Regions from separate parts of the Mus musculus genome. Here all the other regions are linked to region 1. A link is a contact called in public HiCAR-type and HiChIP or PLAC-seq data. All regions are on one chromosome and are shown on one strand. The core of a region is the stretch at or near the end of the contact, and the rest is flanking DNA. Distances in the headings are between cores, read along the strand shown. Region 1 overlaps Pacrg (PARK2 co-regulated). Region 2 overlaps Gm34799 (a long non-coding RNA gene). Region 3 overlaps Prkn (parkin RBR E3 ubiquitin protein ligase).

What was found. HiCAR-type assays count read pairs that join an accessible place to other places. HiChIP or PLAC-seq counts read pairs in DNA pulled down with a chosen protein or histone mark.
Region 2: a contact with region 1 is called in a HiCAR-type map of astrocytes, with 3 times the contacts expected there. The contact joins two enhancer-like sites. A contact is called at or near these places in 4 of 484 Hi-C or Micro-C datasets (cardiomyocytes, cerebellum, embryonic stem cells and 1 more), 4 of 115 datasets of contacts at active chromatin or transcription factors (astrocytes, embryonic stem cells and stem cell-derived neural progenitor cells) and 2 of 9 other capture datasets (embryonic stem cells and embryonic tail).
Region 3: a contact with region 1 is called in an H3K27ac HiChIP or PLAC-seq map of SST interneurons, with 4 times the contacts expected there. The contact joins two enhancer-like sites. A contact is called at or near these places in 3 of 484 Hi-C or Micro-C datasets (adipose-derived mesenchymal stem cells, neural progenitor cells and ventricular fibroblasts), 2 of 115 datasets of contacts at active chromatin or transcription factors (SST interneurons and embryonic basal ganglia) and 2 of 9 other capture datasets (embryonic tail and embryonic trunk).

The regions. Positions count from the first base shown.
Region 1 is chr17:10,743,403-10,747,854 of GRCm38.p6, forward strand. All of the region lies in intron 2 of Pacrg (PARK2 co-regulated), which reads right to left. Among named protein-coding and RNA genes, the nearest start is that of Gm16169, 62 kb to the right of the region's middle. Within about 2 kb of position 1,854, at least 82 of the 459 cell types and tissues checked have an H3K27ac peak or open chromatin away from gene starts, as enhancers often do. A contact at or near this core is called in SST interneurons, astrocytes and cerebellum, where this site is marked.
Region 2 is chr17:9,901,565-9,906,337 of GRCm38.p6, forward strand. The region is part of intron 1 of Gm34799 (a long non-coding RNA gene); the gene reads right to left. Among named protein-coding and RNA genes, the nearest start is that of Gm34799, 2.9 kb to the right of the region's middle. Within about 2 kb of position 1,972, at least 17 of the 459 cell types and tissues checked have an H3K27ac peak or open chromatin away from gene starts, as enhancers often do. A contact at or near this core is called in astrocytes and cerebellum, where this site is marked.
Region 3 is chr17:11,610,783-11,615,692 of GRCm38.p6, forward strand. The region is part of intron 6 of Prkn (parkin RBR E3 ubiquitin protein ligase); the gene reads left to right. Among named protein-coding and RNA genes, the nearest start is that of Gm41525, 52 kb to the right of the region's middle. Within about 2 kb of position 2,534, at least 25 of the 459 cell types and tissues checked have an H3K27ac peak or open chromatin away from gene starts, as enhancers often do. A contact at or near this core is called in SST interneurons, where this site is marked.

The sequences.
Region 1 (4,452 bases), core at 604-3,103:
ATATCCATATCCATATCCATATCCATATCCATATCCATATCCATCTCTGTCTGTCTATCTATCTATCTATCTATCTATCTATCTATCTATCTATCTATCTATCTATATCTGGCTTGGATTGACTTATTTTGGATTACCACAGAGAAAAAACTTACAATTTCTTAAGATCTATTTTTAGGTTAGGGAACAAAGGAAATTGCAAAATGTCAAATAAAGAAACTGGTCCTGTAGCCACTCCATTAGTATGCAGTACTTTGAAAAAAAAATAGAGAAACCCAAGATGTCTCCAGTTTAAAAGTTTCTGAAAACAAGAATGGCCCTGAAGTGTACATGTTCCTACAGTCTGATTCTGTTCTCATAGGGGCCACCAGTTAATTACTGTCAGGCTCAGGATGTGAAGCCACCAATATCTTCATGCAGAGTATTCTCTACAGAGAAGAAGCAAGGAAGCAGATCTGCAGGAGGGTCCCGTCATGGCCGGTGCTCTCTCTCTAGTGAGGACGCTGGAAACTGGAATTTCTTGCCTTCTCCAAGGCAGCTTTGGAGCCTAGGAAGGTCACTCTTGCCCTGCCTTCGATGGAGCCTCACATGACAGGAAGGAAGGAAAGCAATACAGGAACTCTGAGGAGAACGCTCTCACACGACTTTGTTAAGTTTCCTAGTGCACTGTCTGAACTACACAGATGAGCGTGCTACCTAGTTTATTTCTGAAGGATGCCTGTGTCACAAAGTTCTCGCTAGGCATTTCTTTGTTGCTATTGCGGCCTCAGTCCTGTTCCTCGTGATGGATTAGGAGAAGATAACATTTCTTCAGCCTGTAACATCCTTGGGTATTATAATCCAGGGCCACAGTCTACTGAATATTCTTAGACACATCAGCACAATTATTAAATCGATCTGGATGTTTAAATTAACAGTTGATGTTTTCCAGTAATTTTTCATAAATCATTTGGTTTGCCAGATAATAACAAGAATATGTACACATTTATTTTTAAAGAACCGTCTGTCGAGTTGCATAAAAGGCAAGTTCGATATGATGGCCAGAAAAGACAGGAATGGGGCAGGCGGCATAGTTCCATTCCTCCAACAAAGTGTGGACAATGAGCATATTTTATATTTAGATTTGGTTTATTGAGGGGACCTTAAACTTTTTTTTAAAGTGCACATGAATCGTCTGGAGAAATCAGAGTCTAAAGTGATTAATTAGAACTTATTTTGTCCTGAACAGATTTACTAAGCATTTTTCAAATAGCCACAATGTTTGTAATTACCAGAATCACACCTCCATTGGCCAGCCTTACTTACTTCATGCATGAACAACAATCTGATTGAGCACTCTTGTTAGGGTTTCATTCTGCGCTGTAATTAGCCATAATCATAGCCTTCCTGGGTGCATGAGAATGTGCAAGCAACTATTCACAGACTCAGCCCATTTGAATATGAATCTTCTCAGTGAGGAGCAATAAAGCAGGAGAAACAAAACAGTTTCTCTAGGGAATCCAGTGAAGCCTCTCTCCTCTGATTCTGCCCCCTTCAAAATGTTCTCCCTCCAGGCTCTGGATTCTATTTGCTAAAACAAGGGTGGCTTAATGAAGACAATGGCCTATTATTCCTTAAGTGACACAGGAGGGCCCAAGTATTACAGGCTTAGTTCTTTCAGTCTTTGCTAAGGACACAAGGAACAAAAGAACAAGCAATTGTGTGTGGAGAAGAGAATTCGGTTCAGGCTCCACTTGGGGACCACTCAGAATGAGATGGGGCCATGCTATTCTTACGCTCTGAGGAGGCTGGTGCATGCTGGCTTTCTTCTCTTTCTTCCCCTCTTCACCCCCCTGCAAATGACTCAGGCATTACAGAAAAAGGCTCCAAGCAGCAGGGATAGAAAGCAAAGGCTTAGTGGAGGAGGGGTGACATTTCTGATCCCATCCCAAGCACATTCAAAGTGAGCCACCTACTGGCAAGCTCCTCTCTTCCTGTTCTCCTCACGCTCTAATCCCCTCAACTCTTAAGGGAAGACCTAGGGAAACAGGCTGAGATCAGCCACAAGGATTTTCAGCCAAAAATGGAGACATAAAATAGGAATGCCTTCATGGCAGTATGGAGTCTTTGAGAGAAAACGGTTTGGACCAGTAGAAGTATGCCAAAATGTCAGACATGAAGGGTTGCTTAAAATGCTGTGTGCTCCGCACAGAAAATTAAAGATGACTCTAGTTTACTAAAATATATTGATTTCGAGATTCATGAAGTTAAGTCAACTAATCGTTTAAACCAGTTAAACCACATCAGAATGGTCTTGCCCTTGACTAACTTTCAGTTCTTCAATGCATTTGTTTCCTGTTTTGTTGCTTGTTGTTTTTTTGTTTCAGAGACATTATACACCGCTAATAAAATATCTGTTTGAATTCTTTGTGGGCATTTTTACCACGGGAAGGCTCAAGGGCTGTAATGTGACCCTAATCATTTTCTGACCACCTTACAAGTTTAGGATCTGCATCATCCTGACAAAGTGAGCCCTCTAAGACTACCTGAAGGAATCAACTACTGGAATTTCAACTGTGGTCTCCTGTTCGTAGGTACGCGAATGTGTGTGTGTGAGAGTGCATGCGTGCATGCATGCATGTATAATCACATTTGAAGGTCTGAGTAAAACTGTGACCATTCCTGGTACAGTATGGTATACATTTTGGGGTCACTAGAAGTGACAACCAAAGGCATGTCATTGAAGAGATCTGACATGCTGAATCATGTCTCCTACCAGGTGTACATTATGAACCTGGTAAGTCCAACAGAGCCAGGGTCACACTCTCCTAAGAAGGGACTCAGTATGCTGATGTGCTGAGGTCACCTTGTTAACCTGGAAGTTGTAGACATTTTCACAAATCTCTCACCATAAGATGCATTTTCACGAACATGAGGACTTCTTCGGAATATCCCCTGATGGTCTCTCTAGTGGGGTTCTTACCCTATTTGTAGGCTATTTTCTTGTTTAAAGCTACTATATTGTTTTCATAGAATAATATGTGATTTCAAACAGACTTATCATACTTAAATCACTCTGAAAAGCACAAGAATGCCCATGACATTAGTTTAAACTGAAGGCTGACAGAGGCCACCATTCCTAATATTTTTTCTTAAAATTTTTTTTTTATTTCATGTACATTGGTGTTTTGCCTGTCTATATGTTTGTATGTATGCATGCATGATGCCTGATATAAGGGTGTCTGATCCCCAGGAACTGAAGTTATAGACAGTTGTGAGGTGCCATGTGGGTGCTGGGAATAGAACCTGGGTCCTCTGGAAGGACAGCCAGGGCTCTTAACCCCCGAGTCATCTCTGCAGCCACTATTCCTAATAATTTCAAAACTAAAAATTACAGTACAGCTATCACTTGTCATCTGGCTCTGTGGCTAGTTGGGGTGCTTTAATAGACCTTGGTTCGCCCAAGCCTTATTCCAGCCACAGTAGGTGTGGTCACAATGATGCTATTATTCCCAAAGACATGGACAGTGCAAACCACAAAGATCCTGGAGAAAATTAAAACACTGAAAGATTCAACAACTCTTGGGGACACAGAGCTAATTGGCAGCATGTTTGTAATTAAATGGATGGATTGTGGTCAATTCTTACAAGACCATGTGAGGAGATATTAGCTCCTGGGGGTGGGTCTGCTCTGCTGGCTGTCCAAACATGAGAACTGTAATTATTTTTTGAGACTATGTAGGTGGAAGAGTCTGTTACTAACATAATAGATTATCAGTCACTCCTGGATTTTTCACAAGAAGAAATGAGCTTTTACATAATTCACTTCTGTATATACTAAATAAATCCTCGACATGTGCAAGATACTGTGCACAGTTAAAGCAAAGAAAAAGGAACAAAACAAAAACTTAATTGTTTTGAGGTTGGAAATAAAATGGTCCCTTACTTCAAAGAATCAGCAAAAACCATGTAACACAAATGTAAAAACATATACAGTTTAAGGCAGAAACAATCCTGCCAAGATTACCATAAATACAAGAGGGTCTTGATTCTTAATTTATTTACTCTTCCCTACTCCTGGCCCAGAACAATACATGAGTGTCATTTGCTGAAAGCAGTAAATATGGAGGTTGAAAGCAATCTTCTAAAATGAATATCCACCATAAATGTTGAGCAGAACATTTATGGATATTAGTTGATAAACAGTCATGTTTATAGCACTGCCTGTTGTCTGGGTCAGTTGGAGCCAGTGACTTAATCCTTTATAAAGACGTCTGTAAAATATCCCATTCTCTCCCCCTGTCATGCTTTTGGTGTTGATCAATAAAAGAGAGAGCAGAGCTCTTTGTTAGGGACAGACACAGTCACAACTGACAGACACAGGGTCAGATTCAGAAGACCATCTTTCATCAGGCTCAGACTCAGACTCAGACTCATATAACAGACAGAAGACGCACTGAGCATGGAATGGAG
Region 2 (4,773 bases), core at 722-3,221, 840 kb before region 1:
GAGAGGCAGAAGCAGGCGGATTTCTGAGTTCGAGGCCAGCCTGATCTACAAAGTGAGTTCCAGGACAGGCAGGGCTTTACAGAGAAACCCTGCCTTGAAAAACCAGAGAGAGAGAGAGAGAGAGAGAGAGAGAGAGAGAGAGAGAGAGAGAGAGAGAGAGAGAGAGATTAGGGAGGCAGAGAGAGGTAGATTCCTGGGTTCTTCGGATGACAGTCAGCCAGCCTATTTGACAAGATGCTGGCAAATGAGAGACCCTGTCTCAAAATGAAGGTAGCTAGCACTTGAGGAACGATAGAGGTTTCTTCTGCCCTCCACAAACACATAGGCAATCAACTGTAAACACTCATGAGCATACACATACAAATACAAAAAGACGTTCATGAAAACCTCCATCACTAAGAAAAGTTTTCCCTAGAAATGGACAATAAAATAAATCAGATCACACCTCTCAGTAGGCACACAGCATGCCACAGTGAATGACCCACCGCAAGTGATTCACCTTCGGAACAGTCTCTTTGAGACTGGGACCTTCCCATCTGTGGTAGAACCAGTACCTCCTGTCACATACAAAGTCTGGCTCTGCAAACTGTCCAACCTGACAACCTCTCCTAAAGCCCTCAGCTCTCTGCCTGGCCTAGGGCTCTTGCCTCCGTATCTGATCTGCTCCACTGACCTAATACTACTGAGCAATCCACGCAGGGACAAAATACCCTCTCCCCCATGGATGGGACTCAAGGAAGAGCCTCCAAACTAGGTTGATATTCTTTTTCTCAGTGTCTGGTTCATCCCATCCTCGACTTTCTTTCTCTTACTATTGGCTTTTGTTGGCGACTTTATTCTCTCATTTGGTTTGAGATCTCTATTCACCTACACTCATTTAACTTTCTTCTTTATTTTCCAAAAAACGTCTTCTTTCAAGATTTTTGTACTCCATCTTCTTGTCTTCTTCCCTCTGTGACATCTCCAGGAGCCACAGAGACAGCTTGAGGGTTTGTAATATATTTTAAAAGCCTGCAAAATATTTAAAATCTTGCAACATTAGGAAAAAAGATCTTTGGTCACAGTGAAATGTTTAATTTAAAAAAAAATAATAAAATCACAGAACCGTAAAATATAAGTTGGCCCCACATGGGTAGGAGGGGGCAATTCGGAGGGTTCTACTATGTCTGCTCATCTTTAACAGCCTGTTTGAAAATACAGAAAGTATCCCAGCCAGGCTGGGACTATCAAGTTCACAGAAATTAGTATCTATTGTGTCCCAGCCTGTGTGTTGACTCATTCACGACACTTATAGAAGGTGAACCATGTAGACATATCAAGGAGAGAGGCCAAATGCTACTTGCTTGCCATCTCGGGGTCTTGGTGCTCTGCTGCACTGTTGTAGTCAGAAGGAGGGACTGTTAACAATGAAGAGAGAGAGCAGGGGCAGAGTCAGACTCCCAGACTTATTTCTCAGCCTGCTAACTTTTATGAAGCCCTGTTTTCTGAGACCATGGTGGTTGCCCTTGGTTAGTAATTCGTGTAGTTTGATACAGATTGAAAGTCTTACATGTAATGTACAAAAGGAGTGTGTGTGTGTGTGTGTGTGTGTGAGAGAGAGAGAGAGAGAGAGAGAGAGAGAGAGAGATCATGATTGGAAATAACCCTGAATGGGGATGCTGAGCCCATGAACCTACACTAACATCCTGACTGGTGGGCACTGCCAGAGCTCCCAGGAGAGTGATGGACATTCAGTATATCAGGGTCCTCATGAATGTATGTCTGTTGGGAAAAACAGTGGTGACTTTAGAAGATTTGGTTTGGAAGGGAAAAAGGAAAGTTCTGTTTTCTCACTCTAGAAACTTCAGTTCTCATAGCCTCTTTTGTTGCTGTAAAATGATATTCATTAACGAACCCCCTGGGAAGGCTCCTGTCGCTGAGCAGCAGCTAGAAGTCTCGCTGTGGAATGAGTAACTCTGAGCCAAGACTTTGCACAATCCCAAGATCTCAACAAGGAATAAAGAGGAGCATCCAGCACAGTGTGGGCTTTGCAGGGACACAGCTCCAATCTCACAGGCATCCACCATGAAAGGACCTAGTTTTCCTCAGAACCGCCTTGCCCACTAGCTACACAAGCCAGCCTCCAAACTCAAGGCTTAAAGTCAGAGTAAAGACGAAAGCGAAAATAAGTGTGGATCCCATTCTTGCCATCCTACCAGAACCCTGAGAGGAAAATTCTCTAAAGGTCTTTGATGTTTTCTTCACTTTCCAGACTTATCAATCCCTGTGTATCAAACACGATGACAACTTTAAGAAAATAATATATATACAAAACAGTCCATATGGGCCTCATCTCTAAAGACTGGCCTTTGCTGCTAAGCCTGTGCAAGGTGGATTTGTCTCCTAGAGGTGACTGAGGGTCAGAGTCTCATTCACAGCTCAGCTCATGGGGGAGGGGGGAGGGGGGTGAATCAAAATGGAACCTCCAAGAATTTAGCAATCCCATGGCTGCCCAGAAGCAAACTGCTGCTTCCTCTTGTCTTCTTTGCTTTGTCTTCAGCAGAGAAGGATCTGACTCAGACTCTCACAGTTCAGCTAGCCCCATGTTGCTCACAGCCCCTTCAAAAGACTGCAGGCTATGCTTGACTTCAGCAGAGAGATGGGGACTCTTCAGAGTCCTTACTGCTCTGATGTGAGTTGATACAGCGCCCTGTGCATCTAGCAGTCTAAAGACTTGTATTTGAGAGTTGATGGGTTTTAACTGATTGTGTGAGCAAAGGTAAGTTTCCCTAGGTAAAGCCAGTGATGACCACCAAAAAAGGTTACCTCCAATAATGAACAGTTCCTTCTAGGCGTTCCCATTTCCCCCAGTGTGTTTTCAAACCCTAGCTATCACCATTGATGGCTAGCTCGGGATTAAGTCATGTCTGTGCTAATGTATTAGTGCTGTGGTAAATGCTAATTGGGAGTGCTCAGTTTGGAGATAACAACACCCTAGGTTTAACACACAATGGCAGGAATCCCCACATACATACATGAACCCCAGAGACATCATATAGAGAAAAGATCTTGGCTCAGCATCAAAGGCTGGGACTCTTGCCAGCCATGATGGAATAACAGCACAGAAATCTGAGACCACATTTTTCACACTTAACAAAGAAATAAAACTGACAAGCTCGTGACAAGCAACATGAGACATCTTGTCCCACAAGAATGGCTTTCCCTCATCTGTGTTTCCCGTTCTCCTATTGATCTTCCTGGCAGGATGCACCATGCCCATGAACACGGAAGAAACATTCACTCGGGGTGACAATGTCTATCTGCCTGAGACAATACCCTGCCTGTCTGATGTCACTGGCTTCATGCCACCCAAGTCACAAATGCAAGCAGCAGGTGGGCACTTGGAACATCAAAAGGAGTGTGTGGGGCCTCCGGAACGGCACCCTGCAGGGCCCTGTCCCTCCTTGACCACAGCAGCCCCATGGCTAGGAGCTGGAGGGAGACATCTCAGGGGCTTTTCCAGACAAATTGCAGCTCCGTTCAGCTAGGGCATTTAATTAGACTTTCAAAAGATAAGAAATTGTTTAAACAGTGTATTTCACACCACAAAGAGGCACATCTGCAATCCTTTACACTTAAAACATGTTAGTTCGTAGGGGATAAGAATTACTTTTGATTTTTAAAAATTGCCCAATAACCTAACAGTTCTGACAAGGATGGGTCTTGGTTTTTCTGGGTAATCCTGCTTGGGACATGCAGGAACTGAGCTCAGAACACCCCCGTTCCCCTCCCCACCCCCAATTATGCATGTGAGCTAGACTCTGCTAGCACAAAAGCTTCCTTGTCTTTTCCAGGTAAATATAAAACATCCTGTTAGTATCTTTAAACTCTTTGACCACACAACAAAGGCCCTAAGACCTCTCTCTCCGGCAGCACTCTAATGAAATCTAACTGGGAGATGATAAGGAGATAGAAATCCCAGGCCCCGAGACTTTGCTTTCTAATTGCCAATTTTACCCCTTGCACTGAGACATTAATCCTTGAAGAATAGAAAGCCAGCTTGCCAATAACCCAGCAGAGGAGGGCATGGGAGTGAGAGGGAGGCAGCCCCCAGCAGAGGGTGGGAGAGACTTCCCTGCCCCTGTGGAGTCTGGCCACCAACACCCTGCCAGCCCTGGTGGGTGCCTCTGGAAGCCAGCCCAGGCCAGCATTGGTATTCAAATTAGGCTGCCAATCTCTGTGGGCACCTCTCTGTGTAGAGTGTCCATCCATCCATGACTTGAAAAAAAACAAAAACAAAAAACCAAACCAAAACAAAACACAAAACAAAACAAAAACCAGGTGTCTGATCCAGGGAGATCCAGCCAGACTTCAGGCTGCCTAGAATCCTTGGGTTTGTTCACAGGATGCCTTGAGGTTGGAGAGGTGGTGTTTTCTCTTCCCCAGCCTTTGGGGGGGGGGGGGGGGTTAAAACAAGAATAGCAAGAAGACAATGAATCTCCAACAGAGACTTTAAAAAGAAGAGGAAGGGGGCTGTGCAGAGTCAAACTAGTCATTCACCGCTGAGCACTGGTTTCTATGGGAACAAGAAGGGCTTTGTGCAGGAACTTCCCGCTCCTCGCTCCCCCGCCCGCCCTCAGTGGGACTAACTCCAGCATCCCCGGCATTGTGTTTGTGTGGTCAACTTTTCTTCTGTCTCCTCACTCCTCCTGCCCCTGACTATCCCCAGCAACAACGCACATCACCACAGACACAAGAAGAAAAGAGAACTCACAGCCTCTAGGCCGAATTAAG
Region 3 (4,910 bases), core at 1,284-3,783, 870 kb after region 1:
GTATGTTAGGTTGACTTTGTTCACTCGGTTGGACTAAGAAACACCACTCAGGGAATCAATGAAGCATACCTTGGGTGTGTCTGTGATAGCAAAGTGAAGTGAAAAGCCTTTCTATGGGCAAAGCCCATGAGTGAATAAAAAGAGTGAAAGGAAAGAGGAAGAAGCCTGTAGCACATCCTACTTTCTCTGTTTCCCATTCCAGAGATGAGGCATCTCAGCCACCAACATCAAGCTACCCTGTCCGCCATGCCTTCCTTTCTCCCAACCCCAATCAAATGTACCCTCCATCTTGTAACCACACAATCAATTCACGAAGACAGTAAGAAAATAGAGTCTCTCCCTCTAATGTGTTAAGGAAGTTTGTAATTCTGTACCAGGCTACATTCATAGGTATCCTGGGGTTCATGTGCCCCCACAGACTATAGGTCGAACTCACAGGCTGAAAGCTGTATGAGCAGTTATTCCTATACTTCCTTTAATCAAAATTGCTGCAGCTAGTGGCTCTGGGATCCTCACACCTATCCCCCAGACAGACAGATTGACATTCGCCTTTGTTTGACCAAATATTTTGTAAACTATCTCCCTGCTGTTAGGTTCTTATTGCCCACAGCCCATCCTTCGAGAACAGATGCTGGGGTGTTTCCAGCCGTTTATGCTTGAATAAGGACATACGTTTTAAAAGACAAATAGGGGAATTCAAGGAGTCCTAGGACCTATGAGTGAGGTCCGTGGGACTGAAGACTTTCTTACAGCAGCTCAAAGTTCATTTTACATTATCAGTTCTCCGTTGCTACCTGAACTTGGCCTCACTGCAAGAAAAGCGAATTTTAATGCACCGACACGCGGCACATGTGGGCAGTGGCCCCACCTAGGGGCAGAACGGTGTATTTTCTTTCTGTCTTCTCTTCCTGTTTATTCATTTTCTGAGTTGAAGAATGGAAAAGCTCACAGACTTGCAGACCAGGGAATTTTCCATCAGCCTATCCAGAAAGCTGGAGGATGTTTGAAGGAGACATCACTTGGAACAAAAGACTGGCCACAGCACATTTTTTTTCCCCTTAGGATGTCACCAACAAATTGGCTGCCCTGTGCCACACCCACCCCCTACCCCCATGCCCCGATTTGTCTAGAAGCACGGCTGAGGGGGAGCAGGAATGAGTTAATAGTGTGAGCCATTGACTGTCACAGGGGTGCGGGCGAGAACTGCATTGGAGGAAGGCGAGCCAGATCCACAGTTGAATGGGCTCACCCGATTCACAGATGTGGCATCAGTAACTCTGGGGTTCACATAGCTTCACTCTCTATGGAAGCTTGGGAGCAGAAAAGCCTGAGAAGCTAGGAACCGAACAGCTCTCCCAGACATAGGGATGTGACGGGGGAGGGAGTGGCCAGAGGAGCTTACAAGTGGATGGGAAGTCTTCCTTCCCACATTTTTTTCCTCCCAGGTATCTTAGCTGATCATAATGTTTATTTCAGAGGGAAGAAAGCCCTCACTCAGAGACTTGAAACCACATATCCTTCACAACTCAGAGAAAACGCTGAAGGTTGAAAGTACCTGTTTATCAAAGGGAACCTATGTTACCTCCGTTCTTGTTCGTGCAAGCTCACTGTGTTCTCATTCACACTTCACTGAGCATGAGATGACAAAACTGTACACTGATTGCATGTACGAGGCCAGACTCAATCCAGGCCACTCGGCTGACAGTTTCAACCCAATCATATATGGAAACTCCCTTGCATCAGGGCTGAAAACAGGTTAGGGAACTCACATCACTGGCATCAGGAGCCTGTGTGTGCTACAGGTGAATATGAGATTCCTGGAACATGGTGGGGAGTTAGAGAGAGGGGGTGAGGGAGTCATGGGAGGAAGAGGTGGAGAGACAGGAAGAGGAGGGCAGGAGAGAGCCCTTGGTGCTCCCGACAGAATTTGAAGAGTGATGATCTAAATCCATCCTGAAGCCGATTGTAGGAGCGCTGTCTAGAGCCTGTTGTCTCAGTGGCTAAAGCCAGCAAGAATGGCAAATGCTAGCAAGCATCTCTCCCTCCCCAGCGCCCGCCCTCACCCCTGTGTGTGTGTGTGTGTGTGTGTGTGTGTGTGTGTGCGTGCGTGTGTGTGTGTGTGTGTGCGCACGCACGCTGTGTGCCATGTATGGAGTGTTTAAGACAACTGGAAATGCCTCTGTGGGCAGCTTAAACCTACAGGCATTGCAAGCCGCCCACCTTCTCTGTGAGTTATAATGAAAACTCCCACAGCTAGTCTGCGTGTGCACAGAATCCAGACTCGGAGGTCACCAGGCTCAGGAAGAATTCAATGAAAAAGGCTTCGGCGTCTGCAGCTTGAAAGCTCACTCTCCCATCTTGGTGACTCCACCGGGTACAGACCAAGGCAAATGTGAAACTTCCACCGGCCCTGCCCAACCCTCCCCAGCACTGGAAACCAGCCCCACTTCCCATTTCCCATCTCCCGCGGTAGCTCCACTGAGGGCCGCAGCGCTGGGAGGGGAAGCACTTCAGTGCAGGGCCTTACATCACTGTCCTATTAGTCTAAGCAGAAGAGAGCAGATTGTTTATTTTGGTTCAGCTCTGCTCCAGGCTGTAACATCAGATGTAACTCCCAGAGTGACAAATTCTGATCGCAGTGTCACAGAGTAAACAAGAGCCAGGGAAGCCGGGTGAGCATGCTTCCATAGGGGGTGTGGAGTGGGATGGCGTCCAGGTCCCACTTTGAATCCCTTTGTCTTAGGCAGCCCCCCAGCCTTTCCCTGGGAATCTGTACTTTTCTTCACATCCACCCACGACCGTCAACAGCTTCCACCAGGCTAATAGACCGGGTCTTTAATTTCTTTCAAAGTATTAATGAAAGGTGATTCCTGCTTTTCCCTTAGAGCATATTTAACTCCTTTCCTAGTTCATATTTCATGAGATTTGCTGGGTATTTCTCAATGCCGCAAAGCCCAGGAGACATTAATTCTAATCTCAAGTGGCAGACTTACCCCATGAGGGTATTGCTGATACCCCGAAAGTTTGGGCCAGGACATCTGTCAAGGGGAGCCACAAGAATGACATTCTAAGGCTCAGTTCTGACCATCCATCCTCACAGAGCTCTGCAGGGTGGATAGATCCTGCTGTCACAGCAGATACTAAAGCCAGCAAGGCAACAGTCAGCTTGAGCAGTGGCTCTTTCCTGCCAATTGTAACCATCACTCACCCCAAGCCCGGGAGTGTGTGTAACAGTAGACCCCCACATTATCTGAAGGCTGCGTACCTATTTGATATCAGGGTATCCAGTCCTCATCTCACACAGGAGGCTCCTCCCACCTCAATGCAAGGAGCACAGTACCCACTGTGAAGCAGGACAAAACTGAAGCCAGCTTGCTTGACAAGACAGCATCCCTATCTGCTTCCAAGTGGGTCCAATACCTGTAAGGTGACACCAGGTGACCCCTAACTCTGGGTGTTTGTGGGTGAAAGGCTGGAGAAGCTGAAACAAGGCCAGCCCTTTATGGGTCCCTAATGGCCCTATGGCTACTCTGCCACAGTGCAAGATACTGCTATGTTGGTTGGGGACATCTTGAAACACAATGCCCCTGTTTCTTCCTCTTGTCTACTTGCTGTTGTTGGGCTTCTGTTCCTTTTTTAAGTCCAGAGAGGTGTGTTTTCCACTTACCTGTGGACTCAAAGGCCTGCCTCAAAAATAAATAATGACTCACTACAATGCCAAAGGTTAAAATTGCTATAAAGCATATTTCTCATATTAAAAAAATCTAGTGGAATTTTCTGGAAGGAATCCAAAAGGCTCCTGACAGAACTAGGGCTTTAGATGTCTGTCTCCTTCCATCACACCTCAGTCCCTGCTCCTCTGGTACCAGCAGAGAGCACAACCATAGTACCAGGCCTCTGGCTTGCCTTTGAATCTCTGGGTCAGTCACCATAGGATGTTATCCCGATGACATCATCACTACCTACCACCCAAGAACCAGAGATGACCCCAGCAGCCTGCTTTCCAGAGGGAATCCTGGTAGAATTAGCACAGGGACAAGTGTATGTTGAGATTGAGGTTGCAAATTGGGGGTGCTGGAAGCTAGATTAGCTGCAGGCTCCATATTGATATGAATCAGTACCAACCTCCTCCCCTGCTTCTTCTGCACAGGGATTGGCACCCTATGCTCCTAACAACCTGCCTCTTTGTGCACGCCTCACTTCCCTTCTGTAAATGGGCCATTCTGAAAGTTATTAGGCAGCAGCTTACTTCTAAAAAACTTTCTTACAGCAGGAAAGTCACTGGCTGCACACAGGGCTGTGTCCACAGTGCCATGCCCTTCAGAACTTGGGGAAACATTGACCAGAGACCCCAGGAAGGATGCAGGCCTCTTGGCCCTCAAACTCCTTCTGATGCTCTGATGGCCTCTTGGGCTTCCTGGCTTTAGGAAAGGGGTTGGTATTGTAGGGGGGTTGGTTCCAGGTTGGTATGGGGGGCTTCTTCTCATTCATCCCGTGGTTCGTCAGTTCAATGACTTACTAGTACTTGATAGACTCTGAATTGTCTAGGAACTGATTTCTAGCCAACACTCTGTGATCTAAGGCACTCATCTCATTAAACTTCCAGCAGACAGTGGGGTGAAGACGGCAGTGGCAATGCCCTGTGCATGGAAGGAGGGACACAGGCAGACACTTCACTCTCCACCACTCACTCCTCACCAGTTCATTCACACATTTTGCTCTCTCTCTCTCTCTCTCTCTCTCTCTCTCTCTCTCTCTCTCTCTCTCTCTCTCTCTCTCTTTCTCTCTCTCTTACTACGACTACGACTACGACTACGACTACGACTACGACTACGACTACGACTACGACTACGACTACTACTGGAGGGATTCTGCCTAGCCGGTTGGGAGCAAGGATGCTACTGTCCATC